Regions from separate parts of the Sus scrofa genome. Here region 1 is linked to region 2. The links are chromatin contacts, called in public Hi-C maps. All regions are on one chromosome and are shown on one strand. Each heading gives the region's core, a stretch centred on a gene start, on an enhancer-like site or on the middle of the called end of the contact. The rest is flanking DNA. Distances are from core to core; before and after follow the strand shown.

Region 1 (4,412 bases), core at 1,079-3,578, 450 kb after region 2:
CAGCACAGCTGCCCTGTGTTTTGCAGCCTATGATCTGCCATCGGCATGAACTCCAGAGGTACAAGGAGGTCATGTAACTGAGCCTATCCCCTCAGGAAGTCCTACTTGTCAGCATATACCCAATTCCAGACAATTTTCTCTTCTCTGGGGTCCAAGCATATACTATGATATCTTCATCTATGATGTACTCCAACTGAATATTTGTAAGGTTTTCACTCAATTAATATCATATCAACCTTTTTTTCCTGCTCATTGGTACACAGTTCACACAAGTGAATCAATGTTGTCCTTCCAGACTCCACTAGAGACATCACAAGTGCCTGCTCAGACACTAACTCCTTGCAAGTAAATGCAAAAAAAAAAAAAAAAAAAAAAAAGGGACAAGAGTAGAGTTTTACATTTCAATAGAAACTCTGGTAACTGACACTAGAATGTCATATTTTTTTATTTTTTCAAGTAAAATAAAAATACTACCTCTCACAGACATTTCATAAAAGAAGAGGCATTTAACCCCCATTAACAGAAGGTAATCACATAATTTTTTAGAAAATTGTTCTTTTGGCGTTCCCATCATGGTTCAGTGGTTAGCGAATCCGACTAGGAACCATGAGGTTTTGGGTTCGCTCCCTGGCCTTGCTCAGTGGGTTAAGGATCTGGCGTTGCCATGAGCTGTGGTGTAGGTCGCACTCGCAGCTCGGATCCCGAGTTGCTGTGGCTCTGGCATAGGCCGGTGGCTACAGCTCTGATTAGACCCCTAGCCTGGGAATCTCCATATGCCACAGGTGTGGCCCTAGAGAAAAAAAGACCAAAAACAAAAAAACAAAAAAAAAATTGTTCTTCTGAGAAACTATCATGTCCCACTCCCACTTCACTACAGACAGTAGGAATTTAAGGACAAAATAGCAACAGTCCTTAGACCAACATTTGTGGACCCAGTCTGATACCTGGCCATACTGAATCAATTATCTGATTGGTTATTATCAGAACTCTTGTATAGGTGCCATTCATGCCCAATTTGTTTGTTTAACCAGGTGTGCCGTGGTTGTCTTATCCTAGAACTCAATTTGAGATGGTATTTCCCAGAAAACAAAGCTGCTCTGAGTTTCAGGTAGATCATCATCTTCTTTTTTTTTTCCTTCAAGAAACTAATTTCATTAATGTGTTGTTCTCCTTGTTCCTCTCTTATTGGTGAAGGTATAGAAGGAAAAAATAAACATGAAAAGTGATACTGGCTGCTGGTTAATAGGAACTTTCTACCTAAGAATTCTCACTAAAAAACATTATATATATATATATATATATACACACACACACATACACACAGACTTTGAAAACCATTGATTGGGTCAATATCTTCACAAAACACAGAGAAATAAGATGCTTCCAATTCCTCATTATGTCAGTTTTATTGGAAGTAGAAGAGAAATAATGAAAGATGTTTAATACTGGTTGCTTTTCAAATGTAGAAATTGCTGTTGTCCAAAAGAAGTAAGTGTGGTGAGAAAAGCTGTTTTCAGCTCATAAAGTTGTGGTTATTTTATTTCATATTTTTACAGAGCCCTAAACACAGAGGGTGCTGACAATATTTGAAGTGGGGCCAAGCAAATCAAATTTTAGTCCAAAGCACACAGAGTCCATACACAGACCCAATCAAATACCAAACCAACAACTCAAAATAAACATGGTATAGCTCAGGACTTTTGCAAAGGGAAGGCTGTAGGAGGGGAAGTGGTTTTAGGGTGAAGAAAAGAAGGGATCTCTCTAAAGTATAATAAAATAATAGAAACACTTTCAATAGGCCCTAGAGCCTCAAAATTGAGTTGTTCCAACAGCATTTCCTTTAAGACCACCTTCCACTTCCTCAGCAGAAAAAAATAAGTCTATTACAAGGCAATATATTAGATGTCAAGTGTACACATGTATAACACATCTCGATGTGGATGTGTTGGTCTGGAGACACAGAGCCACTCCATTTTCATCAGTTATTGAATTGAGAGCCTGGAAAATGCCCTAACTTAGAAGTGCAAACAATGCCTTTCTCCTTAAGCAAAAGGAAAAAAAAAAAAAAAAAAAAAAACCTCTAAATGGTGGAGGTTCTTTAAACCTTGTTAATAAATCAACCCAAGAATAGAGTACTGTGTTCACAACATGATCAATCAAAAGCCACACACAAAATGGAAAAAATCTTCCACAGCAGTGCCAGAGGCCTTATCACTATTGCTTCCTGACAGAAAGAGTGGATAAACAAGCTCAGGACAAGGCCAATCAAAGACTGGTTCAGAGACCTTGTTTCTTGTTGCTCTAGGTATCAAAATAGGAAGTAAACAGCTTAGAAACAGTTCTGAGAATTGCCTGGAGGAAGTGCTGCTTCCTCTCCCCGCACTTGCTAAATCTGCTTATCTTCATCCTCTCAGCACAGCCTTTTGCAAGCTGGCTGAGACCCCTTAGCAAAGACCATCTTTTCCCATCTGCCTCTGAGCTAATGCCAACCAGGTGACCCCATATATCCTCTCTCCTCTTCAGTCACCAAAATGTGATAAGGAAATAAGGCATAAACAAGTGCCACAATTTTCATGTGATGGAGCCCCTAAAAAAATGCAGACATCTGGTTCATGGAAATATACACCACTGTGGGAGAAAATGGGCACTAAGTATGGGTAGGTTACAGTACCACCCAAGCAGCATGTCAGCATGACTGAACTACTTCATCAGGTTCCTTAGGAGTAACCAATAAACAGCTCTGGAGCTCATTAACTGGCTAGCCTAGTGTTGGTTCCAACCAAAAAAAAAAACATGTAAGCTTATTTTACGAGGAGACTGGATTTGTGTTACCACCTATTGGTCGATATTTAATACACCATCATCACCGACCCGGCACCTGACACTTATATAAGGCTTTTCATTACATGTATGCCCACAGAAAATTAATGCATCTGGCTGGCCAAGTCTTTCTGGAAGCCAAAGAAAGCTCCTGTATTCACTTGGTTGCCTCTGTTTGACTTTACACATCCTAATTCTAATTCACATAAAGGTGTTCATAAAGTCAGCCCTGGGTCATCTGAGTTTCATCTATTCAGAGATTTTTGATACAAAACATGAATGTATAAATTGGAGGCAATTAATAATTCAAGATTGTCTCAGAGAAAAGGGCTAGCTCCTGGGGATATGTACAGTACCCATCTTGGTTTCTACCTTGGCCTTCAGTTCCTCTACAAAATATTGCCCACTGGATTATCTTTTAAATGATTGAATGCTTTCATACTGCATATGTTTCAAAACCACAGAAAATAACAACATACAATTATGTAGACTTTTATTAGCAAAAGACATAATGTTGAATGTCGTATTTTTTATTCTTTTTCTTACAATCCAATTTAGTTAACAAAATTTACCAAAGGATTGACCTTTCCGATAGAAATGTTGAGACCATCATGGTTTCTTTAGATCTCTTTAAAAAGGCAGAGATGGAAAGAGCATGCATGCTTTTCACAGAGCTCTCACATGACCAGACAGTATCTGAGGTATTACCTTTACAGTGCTGATCATATAAATATTATTTTTCTGTTGTTTTACAGTGAACTAATCACATCTAACATCCTATTAAGGAAGTCATTTTAGTAGGAGCTTTATTTATGGAGAAAATTTCAACCAAAGTATATGAGGAAAATTGCTATTTCGAGAAGAAATACACATGCTAAATGAAGTCTAATGCTGCCCTATGAGGGAACAAGAAAATTCATTTGGACTGAATATTTAATTTCTCATACAACTGTGGAGGATTCAATCTTTCTTCTCCATGTATTGCACTAACAGAAAAATAGAGGAGCCCTCCAGTGGACAAACTCAATATCCCCTTGGAGGAAAACTTAACTGCCTGGGAATCAAATGACTAAGCAAGAATGAGTCTCAGTGAGAACCATCACTGAAGACCTGAGAGATTCAGGCATTCACCTCAGGTCCTTCAAACTACCACAAGTGAGCAGTGACCTTCGATGGAGGAGGAGGAAAAAAGTGACAGCTCACAGGCCAATCCAAAACATAATAAAAATAATTAGTATCAATCCATAAACTACATCTCTGTGTTTCTCTTCTTCAACTTGTTCCCATTCTTTCTCACCACCAATAAAACAAAACCCATTCTTGTCAAGGTCCAACCAAGAAAACAAGAATGTAGGAGTGTGATAAAGGGAATTTTGTTACACAGATTGAAGAAGGACTGAGAAGCAAAACAGGGGACTTTACAAGATAACCCAAGGGTTACTAGAAGAAAGAAGTTGTCACCACCTAAGTTGGAGATCCAAGTATACAACCACAACTAAATAACTAGATTGAGTCATTAATACCTACGCCTAATCACCTAAAAGAATTCATGCAGCCATATTTGTTCATTCCATGTATCACTCCTCCACATC
Region 2 (4,581 bases), core at 638-3,137:
TGTCAATTAATACCTTAGTTAAAAAAAATCCTAGTTTCTGCTTAATGGAAAAATGTAAGGGGTGCATTGAACATCCGCAAGAGAGGTAACACTGGCTTTTCTGGTTCTGCTGCCTAGTTTGGGGGCTCTTCCCTTCCACATCTTAGTTTGTGCTCTTGAGTGACAAACTGGAGTGGAGAGCTCTGTTCCAAAGGCCACGGAGAGGCCGTGACACTCACTCAGACGTAAAGGCACTGCCCTGCCTGTGACCCTGGCTGGGCAGCGCTGGGACAGGGAGAGGCTTTCACACCCGATGCCACTGAAACCCCAGACTTTCCCACTAAGCCCGCGCTACACAGTGAGCGGAATCATATCGCTGTTGGCCAGTGTTCCCCAGACACAGGGCATAGCGAGCGGTAATAGTAAACCCTGGTTTCTTCACGTCTCCTGGCAACCAGTTTCGAAATCCATTAAGACCCTTGGAATTCGGGATTTAGCTTGTTGTTCTCTCTCTCTCCCCCTCCCTTCTTCCTAGGAATTCAGGGGGGATTTAGTCGCTGTGAAGCTCTAAATCTCAATTTCCAGTGTGTGGGGGGTACCCGTTTTGGGGGGGAAATAAAATTGTATACAGATGCCTCGTGTGCTACTGGCTAGCAGGTCTAGTAACATGAATGAAGGTTTTCGCTGGAATTATAAGGTCCTACTTGAAGATTCAGGGACCACAGAGCATTATCTGAAATCTAAATGCCCCGAGGATGAAACGTTACTCAGCTACATTTACAGTGTCAGAAAGAGCGATAAGGAGGGTGATGTTAAGAGTGGCGAGCACTGATGCCTGAAGTTGCTACATCTCCGGAAACCCCAATTTACCGTTTCACCGTCACAAATGAGAGCGATGGCTCTTTGAGATCCCGGCGTTAAATAAAGCAAAACAAAACAAAACCCAAAACAAACTCAGCGCCTGGGGAGGTGGCAACCGGGGTAGACGGCGGCTGCAAGTTTCTGCCGAAAGAGGGCGTTGGTCTAAGACTAAGAGAAGTTTATGGACAAGAACGCCCAGTCAAATGAAAGACCATTTTAAAATACTTTCAATTTATTTTAATTCGCGGGACCTAAGTGGTGGAATTCACCCTTCCAAAGTAGCAGGTTCACATTGCAAATGACCTCGGTGAAATGTTAACCAGGTTCAGAGGGTCAAGTTCCTCTAGGTCCTGCCCTGCAGCGCAGCGCACTCCGGCGAGGCTCTTCTGGTCACTGACTTCTTCAAGGCCGTTTCCATCCTCGTCTCCAACACTGCTGTGGCTGGGACCAGTGGCGTGACTGGGTCTCGGACGCAGGACCTTTCTCGGCCTTGGAGAACCTAGAGCACAGGTTCTCGCGAGCCGCGGAAGAAAAGCGGTGGGATTTCCCAGCGCAAGGACTGGAGCGGAGGACGCGACTCCACCCAGGGGCCTTCGGGAAAAAGCTTTCGGAAGAAGGTCTCTTTATGTAGTTACCTGGTTTAGCAAACAAAGCCCAAGGATGCCTTGGAGATGCTTTTCAAGCCTTCTGCCACCTCCAGGCGAAAAAGTGTTCTCTCGCCTTTGGGAGCAACAAGTTTCGCTTTTCTGCTCGAAGCGCGCCAGCGGAGGTGTTCGGTGCGCGGGGAACACTGGGTGCGTGGGGAACGCTGGATGCGCCGCAGCACTTCGGCTCCGGCGCGAACCCGGGCTGCCCAGGGGGAGGAGGCCGGCGGGGGGCGGGGGAGGACGCCGGGGCTAGCAAGGCGTTCCAGGTCCGCGACCTAGACGTCTGCATCGGTGCCTTGGTCCTTGTTCCCTGACCTTGAGCCAGGGGGGCTGGGAAGGTCGACTGCCCGCCCCGAGTCGCTTCGGGAGGGAGTGTGGCTGGAGTGAGAGAGAGGTGAGAGCTTTTTTTTTTTTTTTTTGCAACGAAACCACTAATTTCTAGGACCACCCCATTCCTCTTTTTTATTTTTTTTTTTTGCACGTTATGTGTGTGCCTGCGCGCGTTTCTTTACTTTCAAACACATTTCCATTTTTAAAGGCCGGAGCTGAAGAGAGGGCTGCCGCACGCGGGGCAAGGGAGTGGCGGGGACCCTGGTGGCAGTGTGGAGCGGTGGGGGCTCCTGCTGGTGCAGACGTGGGCGACTGCGGCTTTAAGGAAAAGGCCGAGGTCTGACGGGGAGTGGGAGTTAGGGACAGGGGAGGGGTGGGAAGAGTAGGGGTGCGGGGAGGAGCCCTGATGTAAGAATGTTAATGAGAGGCTCCCCAGCCCAGCCCCCACCACTCCCCACTCCCACCCTCCCCACCGGTTGGAAATACAAGCCCAGCCTCGGCGCGCCTTGTGTGGTAACACGCTCCGCCGCTGCCACGCTATTTAAACTCGGGTTATGGATCCAGGAACCGGCGCGAATCAATGAGATCAAACGCGAGGGAGATGCACCGTCAATTACAAGCACCTGGACAAGTCTAACTTTTTCTTCTTTTACAAATACGCTTTCAAAAGAAACCTTAGCAACGCCCAAATAAGAAGCCACCTCTAAGCAAAATAGTATATATAAAGGGAGGGCGAATATATATATATATATTTATAAAAAGTATATTTATAATATAGCTGTATAGGTTTACACCCGGTGAACTTTTTCTTTTCCTTTCTTCTTTTTTCTTTTTTTTAAACGAGTGGCATTGCAAAGGAGGACTCTTCCTCTCTATCTTTTGGCGAGTTAGTGAAGGGGGTATTCTATTTTCTTAGAGCGCCCAAGGGGGCGCAGGGACCTCGGAGAGTAGAGTGGGGAGGAAAGAGGAAGGGTGGGTGGGGGGCAGAGAGCGAGTCCGCAGCGAGGGCAGGCGCTTTCCTGCGGCACGATGCCTTCCCTGCTGGTGCTCACTTTCTCCGCGTGCGTACTGCTCGACTGGGCGTTGCTGGTCGGCTGCACGGGTGGCGGTGTTGGCGGGGGCCCGGGCGGCGGGCGCCGGGAGAGAGAGGCGCTGCCGCCGCAGAAGATCGAGGTGCTGGTGCTGTTGCCCCAGGACGACTCGTACCTGTTTTCCCTGGCCCGGGTGCGGCCGGCCATCGAATATGCACTGCGCAGCGTGGAGGGAAACGGGACCGGGCGGCGGCTTCTGCCACCAGGCACTCGCTTCCAGGTGGCCTACGAAGACTCGGACTGCGGCAACCGCGCACTCTTCAGCCTGGTGGACCGCGTGGCGGCGGCGCGGGGCGCCAAGCCCGACCTCATCCTGGGGCCGGTGTGCGAGTATGCGGCTGCACCGGTAGCCCGGCTTGCGTCCCACTGGGATCTGCCCATGCTGTCAGCCGGGGCACTCGCAGCCGGCTTCCAGCATAAGGACACCGAGTACTCGCACCTCACGCGCGTGGCGCCAGCGTACGCAAAGATGGGAGAGATGATGCTTGCCCTGTTCCGTCACCACCAGTGGAGCCGCGCCGTGCTGGTTTACAGCGACGACAAGCTGGAGCGGAACTGCTTCTTCACCCTCGAGGGGGTCCATGAGGTCTTCCAGGAGGAGGGCTTGCACACGTCCGTCTACAATTTCGATGAGACCAAAGGCTTGGATCTGGACGACATCGTGCGTTACATCCAGGCCAATGAGCGAGGTGAGCAGAAGTGCGCCCCGGGGCCCCCCAGCCCTAACTCAACCACTCTGCTCGGCTCTCCCTACATGCCCCTCCGCGCCTCTGGGACCCCACTACCCTCTACGGCACTGAACACCTGGAGAGGGCGCGTGCACGGAGACTCTCCCTAGTGTGAGCTGTCTGGCTGCAGCGACCTTTGACTATCGCTCAAGGCTGTGGTGGGGTGTACGTAGAGGGTCCTGGGGACATCAAGGAGCCTGGGGGAGGGGGTGTGTGAGCCTGCAGCTCACTAGTGTCTTGGTACGACAGGTGCTGTCAAACCTCTCTGGTTGTTTCTTTTGCGCCGGGCTTGCGGTTTAGGGGCCGGCTCACTACAGGTGCCTTGCTCCAACCAGGGTCTGAAAGCGTGACGAAGCAGAAAAACTTGTTACCCGCTCCTTTTCCGAGGTGCGTCCCCTCCTAGTGAGGAAGTGTAAGCCGATGCTCTACAACCGGCGCGCGGCCAAACGGTCAGCTCCTATCTCCGGGTTTCCCTGGCTGCTGCTTCCACAGATCCCCAGCTTTCTTTTAAAGAGTCATTGCATCTCCTTTCTCATTCCTTCCATGCCCCCCCATCCCCGCGCTAGCCTTTTATGAACGGGCTTCTGTGGTTTCCACCAAAAATACCTCGCAGTGTCTGGACTCAGGCGACCCTCACTTTCCTCCGGGAGGCAGCTAGGCTTGGAGAGCGCGCGCGCTGGAGAAGTGGGGCTGAACCTCTTTTCCACGTGACTCCCCAAGTTTTCTCCGCAGGTATGTGGGGGTTTGAATAAACACCAAACTGGCCAGAGTTCAAGGCTGAGGAGAGTGGCCATGGGTAAAGGGAATGGGAGGAAAAGCAGTGGTCACGGATACATAATCAGGGAAGCGCCAGTGCGGCTCATTTTACTGCGGAGTAGATCAGCGAGAATGCGGTCGTATTCCAACATAGCACAGTCCCCTCCTTACTAATATCAGGTTTGGAGT

The links. A called contact is a pair of places that touch in the nucleus more often than the background predicts.
Region 1: a contact with region 2 is called in a Hi-C map of liver, with 6 times the contacts expected there. The contact joins the enhancer-like site here to the promoter of NPR3 in region 2. A contact is called at or near these places in 1 of 5 promoter capture datasets (fetal skeletal muscle), 2 of 47 Hi-C or Micro-C datasets (embryonic fibroblasts and liver) and 1 of 2 datasets of contacts at active chromatin or transcription factors (alveolar macrophages).

Annotation. Positions count from the first base shown.
Region 1 is chr16:19,289,008-19,293,419 of Sscrofa11.1, forward strand. All of the region lies in intron 1 of LOC102162488 (a long non-coding RNA gene), which reads right to left. Among named protein-coding and RNA genes, the nearest start is that of TARS, 160 kb to the right of the region's middle. Within about 2 kb of position 2,329, at least 9 of the 83 cell types and tissues checked have an H3K27ac peak or open chromatin away from gene starts, as enhancers often do. A contact at or near this core is called in alveolar macrophages and liver, where this site is marked.
Region 2 is chr16:18,839,653-18,844,233 of Sscrofa11.1, forward strand. It overlaps NPR3 (atrial natriuretic peptide receptor 3), which reads left to right and starts at 1,888. Exons shown (of 8, transcript XM_021077060.1): 1 at 1,888-3,597. The coding sequence starts at 2,847.